Linked DNA regions of Mus musculus: all the other regions are linked to region 1. The links are chromatin contacts, called in public HiChIP or PLAC-seq and promoter capture Hi-C maps. All regions are on one chromosome and are shown on one strand. The core of a region is the stretch at or near the end of the contact, and the rest is flanking DNA. Distances in the headings are between cores, read along the strand shown.

The links. Promoter capture Hi-C pulls out the DNA fragments that hold promoters and counts their contacts. HiChIP or PLAC-seq counts read pairs in DNA pulled down with a chosen protein or histone mark.
Region 2: a contact with region 1 is called in an H3K4me3 HiChIP or PLAC-seq map of embryonic forebrain, with 4 times the contacts expected there. The contact joins the promoter of Cnot8 here to the promoter of Btnl10 in region 1. A contact is called at or near these places in 2 of 39 promoter capture datasets (hippocampal neurons and pre-B cells) and 5 of 115 datasets of contacts at active chromatin or transcription factors (astrocytes, bone marrow-derived macrophages, embryonic forebrain and 2 more).
Region 3: a promoter capture Hi-C map of liver shows a contact between it and region 1, with 3 times the contacts expected there. The contact joins the enhancer-like site here to the promoter of Btnl10 in region 1. A contact is called at or near these places in 5 of 39 promoter capture datasets (cranial neural crest, embryonic stem cells, hippocampal neurons and 1 more), 1 of 15 datasets of contacts at CTCF or cohesin (pro-B cells), 7 of 484 Hi-C or Micro-C datasets (B cells, CD4 T cells, the G1E-ER4 cell line and 3 more) and 3 of 115 datasets of contacts at active chromatin or transcription factors (astrocytes, bone marrow-derived macrophages and embryonic midbrain).
Region 4: a contact with region 1 is called in an H3K27ac HiChIP or PLAC-seq map of large pre-B cells, with 7 times the contacts expected there. The contact joins the promoter of Larp1 here to the promoter of Btnl10 in region 1. A contact is called at or near these places in 1 of 484 Hi-C or Micro-C datasets (embryonic stem cells) and 4 of 115 datasets of contacts at active chromatin or transcription factors (astrocytes, large pre-B cells, memory CD8 T cells and 1 more).

Annotation. Positions count from the first base shown.
Region 1 is chr11:58,916,343-58,919,794 of GRCm38.p6, reverse strand. Btnl10 (butyrophilin-like 10) reads right to left here and starts at 1,887. Exons shown (of 6, transcript NM_001363414.1): 1 at 1,603-1,887; 2 at 841-927; 3 at 322-675. The coding sequence starts at 925.
Region 2 is chr11:58,102,129-58,105,580 of GRCm38.p6, reverse strand. It overlaps Cnot8 (CCR4-NOT transcription complex, subunit 8), which reads right to left and starts at 1,611. Exons shown (of 7, transcript NM_026949.5): 1 at 1,373-1,611.
Region 3 is chr11:58,223,185-58,226,497 of GRCm38.p6, reverse strand. It overlaps Gm51898 (a long non-coding RNA gene), which reads left to right. Exons shown (of 4, transcript XR_003949689.1): 4 at 454-1,101. Among named protein-coding and RNA genes, the nearest start is that of Irgm2, 9.9 kb to the right of the region's middle. Within about 2 kb of position 1,962, at least 106 of the 459 cell types and tissues checked have an H3K27ac peak or open chromatin away from gene starts, as enhancers often do. A contact at or near this core is called in B cells, the G1E-ER4 cell line, bone marrow-derived macrophages and 3 more, where this site is marked.
Region 4 is chr11:58,007,571-58,010,852 of GRCm38.p6, reverse strand. Larp1 (La ribonucleoprotein domain family, member 1) reads right to left here and starts at 1,789. Exons shown (of 19, transcript NM_028451.1): 1 at 1,306-1,789. The coding sequence starts at 1,660.

The sequences.
Region 1 (3,452 bases), core at 638-3,137:
CTCCCTCTCTCCTTCCACTTCCCCCAGCTGTTCCCATGCCTTGACCCCCTCCCCCACATCTGTGCTCTCTTTCTGGTACAAGGGTGTGACATAAAGGCAGACGGAACTACACCATACACAGAGCTTGCAGGGAAAACAGCTTTGCCTAGAAGCAGGTGTCACCAAAGCCTCTGCAGCCTTAGGACTCAGGGCTCTGGGGACCGAGGTCTGGAATCCTGGCTGACACTGAGAGAAGCTGAGGAGTAGAAGACACTCCCCCCAACACACACACACACACACACACACACACACACACACACACACACACACACGAAACCTCACCTGCCACCTTCAGCCACAGGGTGGCCTGGCTGTGGGATGTGTACTCCTTAAACACACAGTGATAAGTCCCGTTGTCAAACACGGTGACGTTGTGGATCTTCACAGCAGCTTCTCCCCTGGCTACATGGCTGCCGTTGAATGAGGTCCTTCCCTTATATTCCACCATCTGCTCGTCATACACATCCTCCCCATTCTTGTACACATGCACGACTGACGAGGGCTTGTCCCTGTACCACCTCAGCTCCATGCCCTCAGCGCTGATGTTGAGTGACAGTTTGCAGGGCAACTCTTTGTCTTGACCAACTATGGCCAGAAGTGGGTGGGGAGGTCCAAGGACGAGGAAATCTGATTTTCCTTAGAGATGCAAAGGAAAGGACTAGGTTAGGTCACAGGCAGGAGGCAGGGGCTCCCCTTGTGCCCCCATTTTCCTCTTTGAGAGTTCCCTTAAACCCCAGCTTTGTTGGAAGCCCCAACCTGACGCTGGGCGCTCCTAGGGTCAGAAAGGGAGGGGCGTCCTACCGTTCCCAGAAGTCAGGAGTTGCAGGAAGATGAAGCTGACCAAGATGCTTGGCAGAGTAGCATCTCCAGGGTGTGCCCTTGCCATATCTATTGGGGACACATAGAATTAGATACACATTAGTTATGGTGAGAGAGAAGCTAGGGATCTAGTAGGAGAATGGAGAAACAGCTTAAGAGAGGTAGCTGCTTGTTCACCTACCACATGAGTTCTTAGTCCTAGAAACAGGGTCGTTCCGCACAGACCCCACCTGCAGAATCCCGCGGCTGCCCCTCTGTGTGAGTGAGGCTCCCTCCACCACCCACTCCTGTGTGACTTTATACACAAGCTCCTGCCCTTTGCAGGCACATGGAGAAAAACTAGCTCCAGTAGGCAACTCTCGGGTCATCAGAACCCTGTGACACCCTCCACTGTCTAACTGCCCTGAGACAGTTAGCAGAACCCTCCAGCTAGGGTTAGAGGACACAGCTCTCTCCTCAGCAGGATGAGGACCCCTCCCCCCCCCAAACTCAGGAATTTAGGGTAGTTAGCACAATCTGTTTGGAGAGTGTGTTTTGGTAACTGGGGGGCCAGTCCCAAGAAGCCCGTCCTGGAACAGCCTTAGGCTGCCCTTCATATCTAGTGTGTCCTGTAGGCAAGGGCTCTTGTGTGGCTCCATCTTGGCTTACTAGGGCAGCCACAGGTTCTCCCTGCCCATTGAGCATGTGGAGACATCCAACCCAAAATATGGAGGCGCGCCATTAAAGAGGAAAACACTCACTTACCTCTGAGCCGGCTGCCTGCTTTCCAGGTTCTGCTGACTTTGAGAGCGTCAGAGTTGGTTGGGTTCCCTGAGAATTTCAGATTGGCAGGGCACAAGCCAAGTGATCAAGCCTCGCCTCCCAGCGATATGAGAGGGGAACCTAGAAACTGAAGAACAGACAAGCTCACCAGCTTCTGTTGAGTCTGGTTACTGCCATCAGAAAATAATTAACTCTTACCTTCGGTAAGGGCAGTTTCGACAGGAAAAAAAAAAACCCTCCCTAAGGGGCATATGGCCAGCTGTACTGAGCATATAAGATAAAGACGCTGGGATGAGGGATAAGGGAAGGCACGGAGATGAGGGGAGGTGGCCTGTAGGAGGGTGGCAGCTGGGCCAACTTGGGGACATCAGGAGCCCAAAGAAGAGGACATCTATTATTCGTGCTGGGATCCTAGCCAGCCGTAGGAGTTGGGGAGTTCAGATAAACTCTGGTTATTGAGACCTTTGAGAGCAGCCACGTTGGTGCCGCTGCCTTTGGGAACATTGTGACATGGTATCGAAAGTGACAGGATTTTGGCTTTGGCTGTGGAGACTCCTGTCCAGAAATCCAGGGCAAACCCTTCCTCATCTCTTCCCTCTGCCCCATCACCGTAAGGTCCTGGAAGCTTCACCGGAGCCAGTCTTACACCTGTCAGTTGAGTGAGGCACTGGGCCAGGCTCTATTTGACCTGGTTGTCCTTCTTATTGACTTAAAAGGGTTGGTGTCTCTAGAGACTTTGGGTAAGGGAGGGCCACTCGGCTCTGTGCAGGGCGGAGTGCTCACTTTAACTCAGCAGATGGTGTAGGACTCTTTTTTTTTTTTTGAGACAGGGTTTCTCTGTATAGCCCTGGCTGTCCTGGAGCTCACTTTGTAGACCAGGCTGGCCTCGACCTCAGAGATCCACCTGCCTCTGCCTCCGGAGTACTGGGATTAAAGGTGTGAGCCATCACACCCGGTGGTGTAGGACTCTTAGGTGCTCTAGGCCAGGCAGTAATAAGAAAGTCCAGGCCCAAGGTCTTTTCTGCTTGTCTCCTTGGGGTGCACCTTCTGGTAAACAAACACCAGGGGGCGCCACATGAAACCATGAGTTATGTTAGCTAGGCAGCAGTGCCCCCTGCAACTCATCTCCCCGATCCTGTGAGTCAGAACGGAGGACTTACACTATCTAGAGAAAGCCCTCAGCAGCCTGAGTGTTTGGTTTCAGACGGGGACAAGGGACTGAGGTGCATACTTTACACATCAAAGCAGCCCTGCCCTCCAGGTTCTCCCTGCATCCCTTAGTCCCTACCTGGCATACCCTGCCCCCACCTTAAACTTTCCTGCCCAGAGGCTGGGCTGTCCTTGCCCCAGAGGCTCCTCCCTATATAATCCAGACATTTTGGTCTCTTCTTCTCCTCTTCTCTCTCTCTCCCCTCCATCCCTTTTCCATGGCGACTTCCCTAGCCTCAATCCTTGGGGCCAGTGAACTTGCCCACCTGAGAGCAGCTTCCCAATAAACCTGCCTTTAATAGAATCTAATCTGGTTTAAATTGGCTCATTTCAGTGGCAGAGAAATAACTTATCACTGAGATTCCTCAAAAAATTAGAAAAAACACTACCCCATGAAGCGTCCCACCACAGGGAATGCACTCAAAGGAAATTATACCAGTATGTAAAAATGATGGATGCACTCCGAATGCACTGCCACCCTAGGGTTTTCATTTTTTTGTTTGTTTGTTTGTTTTGTTTTTCTTTTTGAGACAGGGTCTCTCTGTGCAATAGTCCTACCTGTCCTGGAACTCACTCTGCAGATCAGGCTGGTCTCGAACTCACAGAGATCCTCCTGCCTCTGC
Region 2 (3,452 bases), core at 362-2,861, 810 kb after region 1:
GAGGCGTGCAGCACCATCGCCAGCTGAGACCCTGTTTTTAGAAGGAAAGAAAGCAAACTAAACTGACCAGGGAGGCAGCTTGGAGGTATGCAACCAGTACTTGCTGCCAAGCTGAGAACAACTTAAGTTTTGAGCCCCAGACTCACTTGATAGAAGAAAAGAACATAAACCCCAAATATGACTTCCACATGGACAACTTGGCACTTGTGTACACACAATAAATAATAACAATAACAATAATAATAGCTTAAAGAAGAATGGGGCTGGAGTGATGGCTTAGCAGTTGAGAGCACTTGCTGCTCTTCCAGAAGACCAGAGTTTGGTTTCCAGCACCCATGTGAATTGGCTCACAAATGCCTGTAACTCCAGCCCCTGAGAATGTTGACGCCTTTTCGGCCTATTTTTTCCACCAACACACTCGTGATATTAATTATAAATTCATACATTAATAAACATTAAACCCTAAAAAAATTATCCTTCAAAATTCTTCAGGAAGGTTCGGAGGTTGAGGCTGCGTTCTCCCTTAAAGATTTATTTTTATGAGTGTGAGGGGGAGAGGGTTGAGTGTATCAACAGCTGTGCGATCTCTCCCTTAAAGGAAAATTTTGATCCCATGCAATGTTTGCCTCACAGGCTGGCTTTAAAACTCGATCCCCAAACCAAGCTACATTTGAAACTACAAAGGGAAAGAAAGGGGTTCTCACACACACACACACACACACACACACACTGCCCTGTGTTCTCACACACACAGACACAAAAACACTGACACACACACACACACACCCTAGGCTGCCAAGCAATCTGTTGTGACCGCTCCTGATTATCCAAACTTGGGAGCAGGGTGTCTGTGCACCCAGGTGGGCTCTGAAGAGCGAGGAGTGCGAACGCACGAAACCACGCTCTCCCTGCTAGCCGTGCAGAACTCAGTTCCACTGAGTGTCTCCTGCTCGTCGTCGGCTTTTGTTTGCGCCAGAGCGTCTGGGAGACAATCAGCTTCACTTCCCTGTTCCAGAAGACTAAACAAAAGGCTTTAGCAGTGCAAGACGGGCGCAGGAGGAAGCAGCGGCCCGTTAGAAGAAATGGCAACAGGTCCCCTCTGGAGCGTTCCAGGCCACAGCCCTGGACTTAGACGGCACCCCATCCAGCTTGCTGGCTCCGCGACGGCGGCCCTGCCACGCAAAGCTGCAGCACCCCAAGAGCCAAGCAGAGCGGCCTCTTGCCTCCCCCACCATTCCTTAGGCCTCCAGGCTGGACTCCGGGGACCGAGAGCCCCGTAGCCTCTGTGCCTCAGTGTTCCCGTGTGTAGGATGGGTCGCCACGGAGGCACTTCCGCCTCCTGCTCCTACCGTAAGCAACCTAACCTGCTTACCCTGGCTGGCGGCCCCGCCGAGTGCGGGCGGCAGCGGCCCTTGACCCCGAGCTCTCCTCCCTCTTGCCCCGGATCCGCTCCAGAAACCCAGCTCGACAGGGAGACGTGAGTCCTGGCGCCCAGAGCGGCCGACGATGGGCACCAAACCAAGAGGTTGCACCACTCTACCCGTCCGCCCTCCCGACTCGCCTACTCTCCGCGTCACTCCAGGCGTGCGCGGTCCCGCCGGTCTCGGCTCCGTCCCCCCGTGCGCGCTCAGATACCTACGCCCCGCCTCCCTGCGCAGGCGCAGAGCGAGAAAGTTGGGTTTGGCGGAGGGCGCGTGCGTAAAACGAGGTTTGCCCTGAGGCCTCAAACGGCGTCTAGCAGTGTAAACTTGGTCCCCGCCTAGGTTCTGGAGTATCATGAGTCGCGCCTCGGGAAAGGACGGGATCTAGAACTGGCCCCACTTCCTAACATCAGAGCATATTACGACTGTTGGTTGTAGGTGATGATGCAGGGCACATGGGGTGTCCTGACCCTCGATTACTGCAACCTGAACCCCTCATTCACTGACCATCTATTCACAGAACCCCTTCTGGATGACCATTAGGTAGGGGTGGGAGAGCGCCACCAAACCGAGTCATGAATGAGGTCAGCTGAGCACTGCCTCCCAGAACCTGGACGGCCTAAGCAGCGCTGCTCCGGGGCCTGTGCTGTCCGCTGTGTCCCTGGTATCACTGTGGGTCAGTGCAGAGAGAGAGGGGCCAGTCAGGGAGAGTAGGGGGTTCGCTGGTAGCGAGGCCATGCTGGGATGTATCGCCACCTCGTGCTTTCCCACGGGGCAAGAAGACTAAGACCTCCGAAGAGCGCCTCCCCTCCCCTGGTGCTTCCTCTCCTAGGGGCCGTAGGTAAGCATACAGCAGGTGTCCCCCTTCTGACATCCCGTCTCCCAGTCACTTTGCCCTTTTCATTTTAAACTTTTATTCCAGAAGAAATCCCCAAAATAGGACTTACTGACTAAATGAGAGCTAGCCTTTCAAACTGTGAAATCGCACAGCCAGCTTCTGGGGTAACGATGTCAGGGACAGTTTCTGAAGCCCAGCCTTTGTTGTTTCTCTCCAGGATCTGTAAATAGAGACACAAGACTGTGATGAGGATGAAACCCTAGACCAAGCCACAACCGTCACCACAAAGAACCAGGCCTGGGCAGTCAGTAACTGTAGCTGCGGTGGATTCCCTGCAACAATGTTGATGGGACTAGCTGCAGGGCTGGCCTCTTTTGAGGTGTTCGGGTTGTCTAGGCTAGGTAGACACTGCCTTCCCTCAGTCTGTTCAGTGCATGTCCTTGCTCTGTTCTGTGATTCGATTCAGGAGAGGGTGGACCTAGCATGTGCTAGTCATGTGAGGAGCAGCCGTTGAGTCCTTCAGGAGAGGGTGGACCTAGCATGTGCTAGTCATGTGAGAAGCATGGAATTTGGGGGGAGGGGGGGTTCTTGCCACCAATAGGCCTGGTGTGCTCTGAAAGAGTTGAACAGGAAACACCTGGCTTCCCCCCCACACACACCCTTCACCTAGAGCTTCTCACAGACACTAATTGTATTTCTGGAGGGACTGGAGGGGAGTGTCTACACTTTAAACAATGGCTTTCAAACTGCAAACAAGAGAAACTAAAGTTTGAACACATTTCTTCAACTGGAAAAGCATAGTTTTGAAAATACAGAGAAGCATGGTTATAACATGGATCTTTTTAAGAGCTGAATGGTGCCTCTCCATGGGCAGCCTGGATTCCTAAATATTTGGTTTTGGATGCTGGGACAAGGGACTGAGGTGCGTATTTTACACGCCAAAGCAGACCTGGCCACCAGGTTCTCCCAGCATCCCTCAGTCCCTACCTGGCATACCCTGCCTCCAACCCTGAACTTTCCAGCCAAGGGGCTGGGCTGCCCTTCCCCACAGGCTCCTCCCTATATAGTCCAGACATTTTTGTCTCTCTCCTCCTCCTCCTCCTTCTTTTCCTTTTCCTTCTCCCCCTCCTACTCCTCCTTCCCAGCGGCAGAAAAATAACCTATTACTATTGTCCCCACCCCCCCAGTTCTAA
Region 3 (3,313 bases), core at 713-3,212, 690 kb after region 1:
TCTCTCTCTCTCTCTCTCTCTCTCTCTCTCTCTCTCTCTCTCTCTCTCTCTCTCTCTCTCTCTGTGTGTGTGTGTGTGTGTGTGTGTGTGTGTGTATACCTGTGGAGGCCAAAAGAAAGCGTTGGATTCTGTGGTGCTGGTTATGAACTACTTTTTCTGGGTCCTCTGGAAGACTAGTATGTGCTCCTAACCACTGAGCCACCTCTCCAGCCTTGGTATATACTTATTTATAAATACCTAAAAATGAGCCACTCGCAAAGCATACTTATAAGACATGATAATTTACACATGCATGCTTTTGATTGATAAAGAAACAATAATTATTACAATCTCTTCGAAAGGTAGCCAGGTCTGTGGCATGGACCTTTGTATTTAGGAGTCACTCTTACTAAACTTTGCCTTTTGTTGTTCAAATGTGGCCAAAATGGTTTTTGTTTTGTTTTGTTTAAACAGACTCCATTCAACCACTCCTCCTCCACGCTCCGCAGGTCACCTGCCACCAGGGGTCAGAGAAAGGGATGATTAATCAGCCATACTTGGGGGAGGTGTGCTGTTGAGAGACAAGTGTGGAAAGATACCCAGCTGTAAATGGAATTGTTTATATCAGCTTTCCCAGATGAAAATGAGCAGAGCCCAGAAAGGTCACGGAGCGTTCCTTCTGCAGGTTGCCGATCCTACCACTAGGGGGAGCAAGTACATGCCTCCCTGCTTCCTCCCCATCTCTGTCCTAGGTTTTCTGTAGGCTGTTTTCAGACACAGGCTGGGGATGTTTTTTTGTAGCTGTCTGCCCATACTGCCAATCCACACACCAATTCAGCATTGGAATCCCAGCACCCTGAATCCCTAAATGCTGGGGACTGCATACCATGACATGTATGGTGCCTGGGACCCTGAGAAATAGGAGACACATCCTTACAGGTGACCTGCCATCAGAAATAAGGAGCTACCCGCAGCAGGCCTGGATGGTGACCTCTCAGAAGCCCGCAGGCAGCTCATTTGTAAAAAGTTGGTTCCCATTTCTCCTGACCTTAGCACTGGACAATGGTTGTATAGATTTTATTTGTGTGTGACTACTTTTCAATTGGCCTTGGTGTGCATAATTATTCTATTATATCTGACTTTCCTATTTTTTTCTCCTGCTCTGGTGAATTCTGTGAAACTAGATGTTCCTTGATATAATGGTTCTTATGAGGCATGGGGTGGGGGGGAGGCACAGCACAGTCCTAGTGGCCCAGGTGCAGGCTGTGCATTCTCATTTTTGGAACAATGTAATAACTGCACAATGGTAGTTTCATATTAATGTTTGACTTGCAAAGAAAGTTTGAAGAAATTATGTCTAGGGCTGGAGAGATGGCTCAGCAGCTAAGAGCACTGGCTGCTCTTTCGAAGGTCCTGAGTTCACATCCCAGCTACCACATGGTGGCTCACAACCACCCATAATGAGATCTGACGCCCTTCTCTGGTGTGTCTGAAGACAGCTACAGTGTACTTACATATAATAATAAATAAATCTTTAAGAAAGAAAGAAAGAAAGAAAGAAAGAAAGAAAGAAAGAAAGAAAGAAAGAAAGAAAGAAAGGAAGGAAGGAAGGAAGGAAGAAAGAAAGAAAGGAAGAAAGAAAGGAAGGAAGAAATTATGTCTAGAAATAAATTTAGAAAATGAAGCAGAGTCAGTAATGGGACCTCAAGAAAGGAAAAAGCTACTTAAATTATGAAATGAGTTTTGTACAACATTTGAGAGTTGGTCCTGGTCTCCTTTGGATATGTAAAAATTAGACTCCGGAAAGAAGATAGAGAATGCATAAAATCTTATACTAGTAAAACTAAGCCAAAACAAACAAACAAACAAACCCTTAGTAAAAACACTAGGACTCTTAGAAAAATCGTGTGTGCAACATACAGAAGCCACAGCTTGTGAATTGCTGAGTTAAGGATTAACCCGAGTCCGCCTGCCCAGAGCATAGGAGGAACTCTGGCCGGATGTGGGCTAGCCTCCCTCCCCCTTCTTCCCCTGTCCCCTTTTAGTTCCCACAAAGGTGGTTGCAAAGAAGAACTGGCTCACGATATTTGAAAGCTCACCCCGGGTCTGTCAGTGAGAACATGCTATGCCTTATTAGTGAAAGTTTTCAGGTGGGAACTCAAGAAAGTAATTGACGGAGATGGACTGTTAAGGGTAAAAAGTTTGTGGTGGCGCATGCCTTTAATCCCAGCACTTGGGAGGCAGAGGCAGGTGGATTTCTGAGTTCGAGGCCAGCCTGGTCTACAAAGTGAGTTCCAGGATAGCCAGGGCTATACAGAGAAACCCTGTCTTGAAAAACCCCAAAGGGGGGAAGAAAAAAAAAAGAAGAAGAGTTATTAACCCCATGGACAGACAGACAACAGCAAGGCTGGAACACTGTTGGGAAGAAATCAGGGCCTATGTGGGTGGCAGAAGCAGGGGGTGGGGTGGGGTCTCTTATTCCTTTCCGAGGATCTGGTAGGTTTCACTGCACAAGAATGGAGCCAGGATGTCTGATTTCCAGAAGTCAAGGAAGTGGGTGGGAGGTGAAATGTGAGCTTTGAGGCCACCTCACTTCAGCATGTGAGACAGACACTCTGGCATCTGGGAGTCTGTTGGCAGGACGCCTGTCAGTGTCTGTGAGAAGGAGCAGCGGCAGGTGCTGTGGCCTGAGCAGCAGCAGGGTTCCAATATTATATTCTTACAGCCAGTTATGCTTCAAACTGCTCGTTTATGCTTCCCTACCATGGTGAATGCTCATTGCATGGCCATGAGTGAGAACCAGTGTTGTGTGACTGTTCCTAGGGAGACCTGGACAAATGTCTGTTCATCCCAGATAGTGGTGCCCAGAGTAGCAATCCCACCCAAGTCTTGTGTACTGAACCAGTGGATTTACTGGGGTTGCAGGAACATAGGCAAAGGGTTACTTACAGAAGCAAGGTATCTAAGAACTGAAAAACCCACCCCTGCATGGGTCAGAGGTCATGAAAGCTGTATCTGAGACATGGAGAGGGGCTTTGTGAGTGCTGTTTACCTCTTGAGCCTGAGCGTTCCCAGTCAATTTTGCAGAAATACCTACTCCGTCATCAGTTACTGGATAGTAGTAGAACCTTCTTCCCAAGCTCTCGAGTGAAAGCCAGTCTGTCACTCAGCAGCCTTCTGGCTCCGAGACAATCAGATTCTTTCACACTGTCCTCTCTATAGACTGTTTGGAGCAGTATACTGAAAGGAGCTGCCTGTTCATACTAAATTATAGCAGTCTTTTCCAGGGAGGTACCGCCTGAGGGTGGACCCAAAGATGTACACATTGGACTAG
Region 4 (3,282 bases), core at 540-3,039, 910 kb after region 1:
AGTATACCTAAAATGTGTGCTTTGGTCACTTAAATTGAGTTTGGCTTTATCCTGAGGAAAAGTTGAGATGCCAGCCAAACTGTCTTCTTCCCACGATCAATAGCTCCAATGACGCAAGCTATCAAGGGCCCATGGCTTTACACAAAATGCCAGCTCAGGCACCCAATCCTGCCTGATTGTCACAGCTGATTTAAAACCCACAAGGCAGGTTCACCAGTAGCTAAGTGCGGCGAACTGAGCGAACAGCCTCATTTAAACTTCTGAGGAGCGCGGCTCGAGAGGATGATTATACCTCTGAATTTAAAGAGGGGCAGGACCAAAGAGCGTCTTAAAGTTGATTCCTCCACTCTGTGGGTGGAAAACGAGGATATGAAAGAAAATGGAGGTTTCAGTACTGCCCCTTGCATAAGAGGATTCGGGAAGGGAAGGAGAAGAAGAGGGAAACTCTGGTACTACAACACCCCCAACCCCATGTGCCCTCTTCCTTATGAAGCAACCCTAAGAGAAATCGAAAGGGCAACCAACGTGCTGGTTTCCCCCAGGGCTAGGCCTACACTTTCCAGCACTCTGGAACCTGAAAGCGGCTAGCTCCGACTTCCTCGGTGCCCAGCTTAGGTTAGGCAACCACACCTAAGCTCCATAGCAAGTTTTTGGTTTTGGTTTTTTTTTTTTTTTTCATTTTTTAAAGTTAAAAGTACCAGGACTCCGACGATCAAACTCAAGGGCCATGCTCACTATCAAACACCCAGGAGTACCCAAGCGGAGGCTGTGCCCGAGTGGTGCGCCACTAGATGCCCACGCCGATCGCGCCCGGCTAGGATTCCCGAGCCACCTCCCACCCGGACTCAGCGGGGGAGGGGAGCCCCGCGCGCAGCTCCGGCCGGCGAGCGCTGCGAACAGTCCTGGCACGGCGCATGGCGCCCAACTGTCACCCGCCCGCCCCGCACCGGCGCGGCCACTCCCTCGCCGCCACACACGCCCCTCGCGTCGCCGCGGGCCGCAACCGGCTCCCGGGCACGCAGGGGCCCGCGCTCCCCACGCTTCACCCGGCTCCCCGAAGCGCAAAGTTGCAAAGTTCAAAGCCAGGCCCAGCTCGGAGCCATGACACATGTTCTCTGAACACGCACTCTCGAGGCGCCGAGACGCATAGGGAGCACAGGGCACACGAGCGGCCCCGCCCGGCCCAGTCCGCCAAGCTAGGCCCGAGGCATGCCGTTGCCACCAACCGCTGCGGCCCCGGTAGCCCCGCTCCGAGGGAAACGCCCGCGTCACTGCGCGGGCCAGTGCCGCGCCGCGCAGACCCACCTGGAGGCGGCTGTCCGTTCACCGCGGCCGGCGGCGGCGCGTGCTTCGTCCACGGGTTCACCTTGGGCGGCGGTGCCTCCACGAAGTCACGCCGGCCGCCGTCCTCGCCGTCGCTCCCCGCTGGGGCTTCCGCAGCTGCGGGTGGCCGCGGGCTCTCGCGCTCCGCGCCGTCGCGGCCAGGCCTGGCGCAGGCGGGCCGCGGCCTGCGGACGCCGCCGTCGGGCTCTCCGCCGCCGTCACCCGGGCCCGACTCGGCCTGGGCGTCGGGCGCCGGCTTCTTCCTCGCCAGGCCGTGCTCCTCGGCCTGCAGCAGCGGGGCGCCCGCCGGCAGCAGCGGCTCCACTTGAGTGGCCATCTGCGCGGAGGGGCCGGGCGCGCCGCGGGCCCCGCTCGAGGCCGCTGGCGGGGCGCCGGAGCCCGGGCCGCGCGGACGCGGAGCGGCGCGGACGGGCTGACGCTGAGTGGCGCGCCGGGCAGAAGGCTCCGGCGCGCCTAGCCGGCCTGGCGGACCTCGGTCCGCCGCCTGCGTCCCCCCGCCCCCGGCCCGGGGCGGCTCGGGGGGCTGCAGTGGTGCGGACGGCCAGGGGGGGAGCGGCGCGGAGAGCCGAGCCAGACCACGCGATCCGCGGCGGGCGGCGGGCGGGCGCGCGCCTCGCGACGCGGCGCGCGAGGGGCGGGGACGGCGCGGCGACGGGCGCGCGCGCGCAGGGCGGAAGGTCCCGCCCCGGCCCCGCCCCCTGGAGACCATTCCTGTGGCGCGGCAAGTGGACGGGGGCGAGCACGTGCCTGATGCAACTTCGGAGGGCGGGGGTGGGGGAGGAGCCTTAAAGGGCCAGCGCCCCAGAACGGTCGCAGGTGGAGCACATGGGACCTGGCCACGCGGCCGGCCCGGCCTGCTAACGCTGGTGACAAGTGTTTCTCGGGGCTCCGCGTTGGGGTCTTTTACTATGTCAGCCCAGACTTGGCTAGTGATGCAGAGGGGTTCTTTGGCCGCCCCCTGTGCGTGGCTTCTGGCCCCACTCCGATGACCTTGGCCCAGCTGCAGCCTGGCCAGAGCACTGGTAATGGGTCCAAGGGAGTTCTTTCCCCACAGGGGCAGCGAGCGCCTCGGAAAGAGAACAGAATTCCCAGTAGTACCCACGCTATGCAGGCCCTCGAAACCCAGTGTTTTATAGGCAGGAAATGGCTTTTCTTTCAAGTCGCTTGTGTTTTTTCTATAGAATTGTTTAGGGTAGAGTTGAACTGACACTTAATTGAGGGACTCAGAAAGCTCTGAGATTTGTATCTTAACCCTGACCCCATTGCAGTTAGTTAGGGGTTATCAGCAGTAGTCAGGTCCACTTCCTGGGTCTCGATTTCTCTATTGTAAAATGAAGGAACCATTTATGCCAGGTGGTTTCAAATTTCTCTGTCATTTGGTTCAATAAATGTTTACTGACTTTATGCTCTGGGGGCCTGCAAAGTTCTTAGAAAGGTCTGCCAATAAACCAGGCTAACAAGCACCTGTCCTCCCGGAATTTACACTGTAAGGTGGGGGAAGGCACAGTAAACAGGAGAAACAAATACTTCATTACAGCGCAGTAGTCACTGTGCTGTAATGAAGTAGACAAGATTGGCTTTTTGTTTGTTTTGGGTTGTTTTTTCCGTTTGGTTTGTTTGGGTATTTTTTTGTTTTTCAAGCAGAGTTTTTGGTTGGTTGGTTGGTTGATTGGTTGGTTGGTTGGTTGGTTTGGTTTGGTTTGGTTTCTGTCTAGTTCTGGGCTCTGATTATCCTAGAACTCTCTCTTTCTGTAGACCAGGCAACCAGGCTTACTTCGGACACACAGAGACCCACCTGTCTCTGCCTCCCTAGTGCTGGGATTAGAGGGTTACAACATCATGAATTTAACTGAGATTGGCTTCTTTAATTGCTGAGAGAAGGTTTCCTTGAACTCAGATCCCAAAATACTGGAAATAAGAGACGTGTCAGGAACTGAC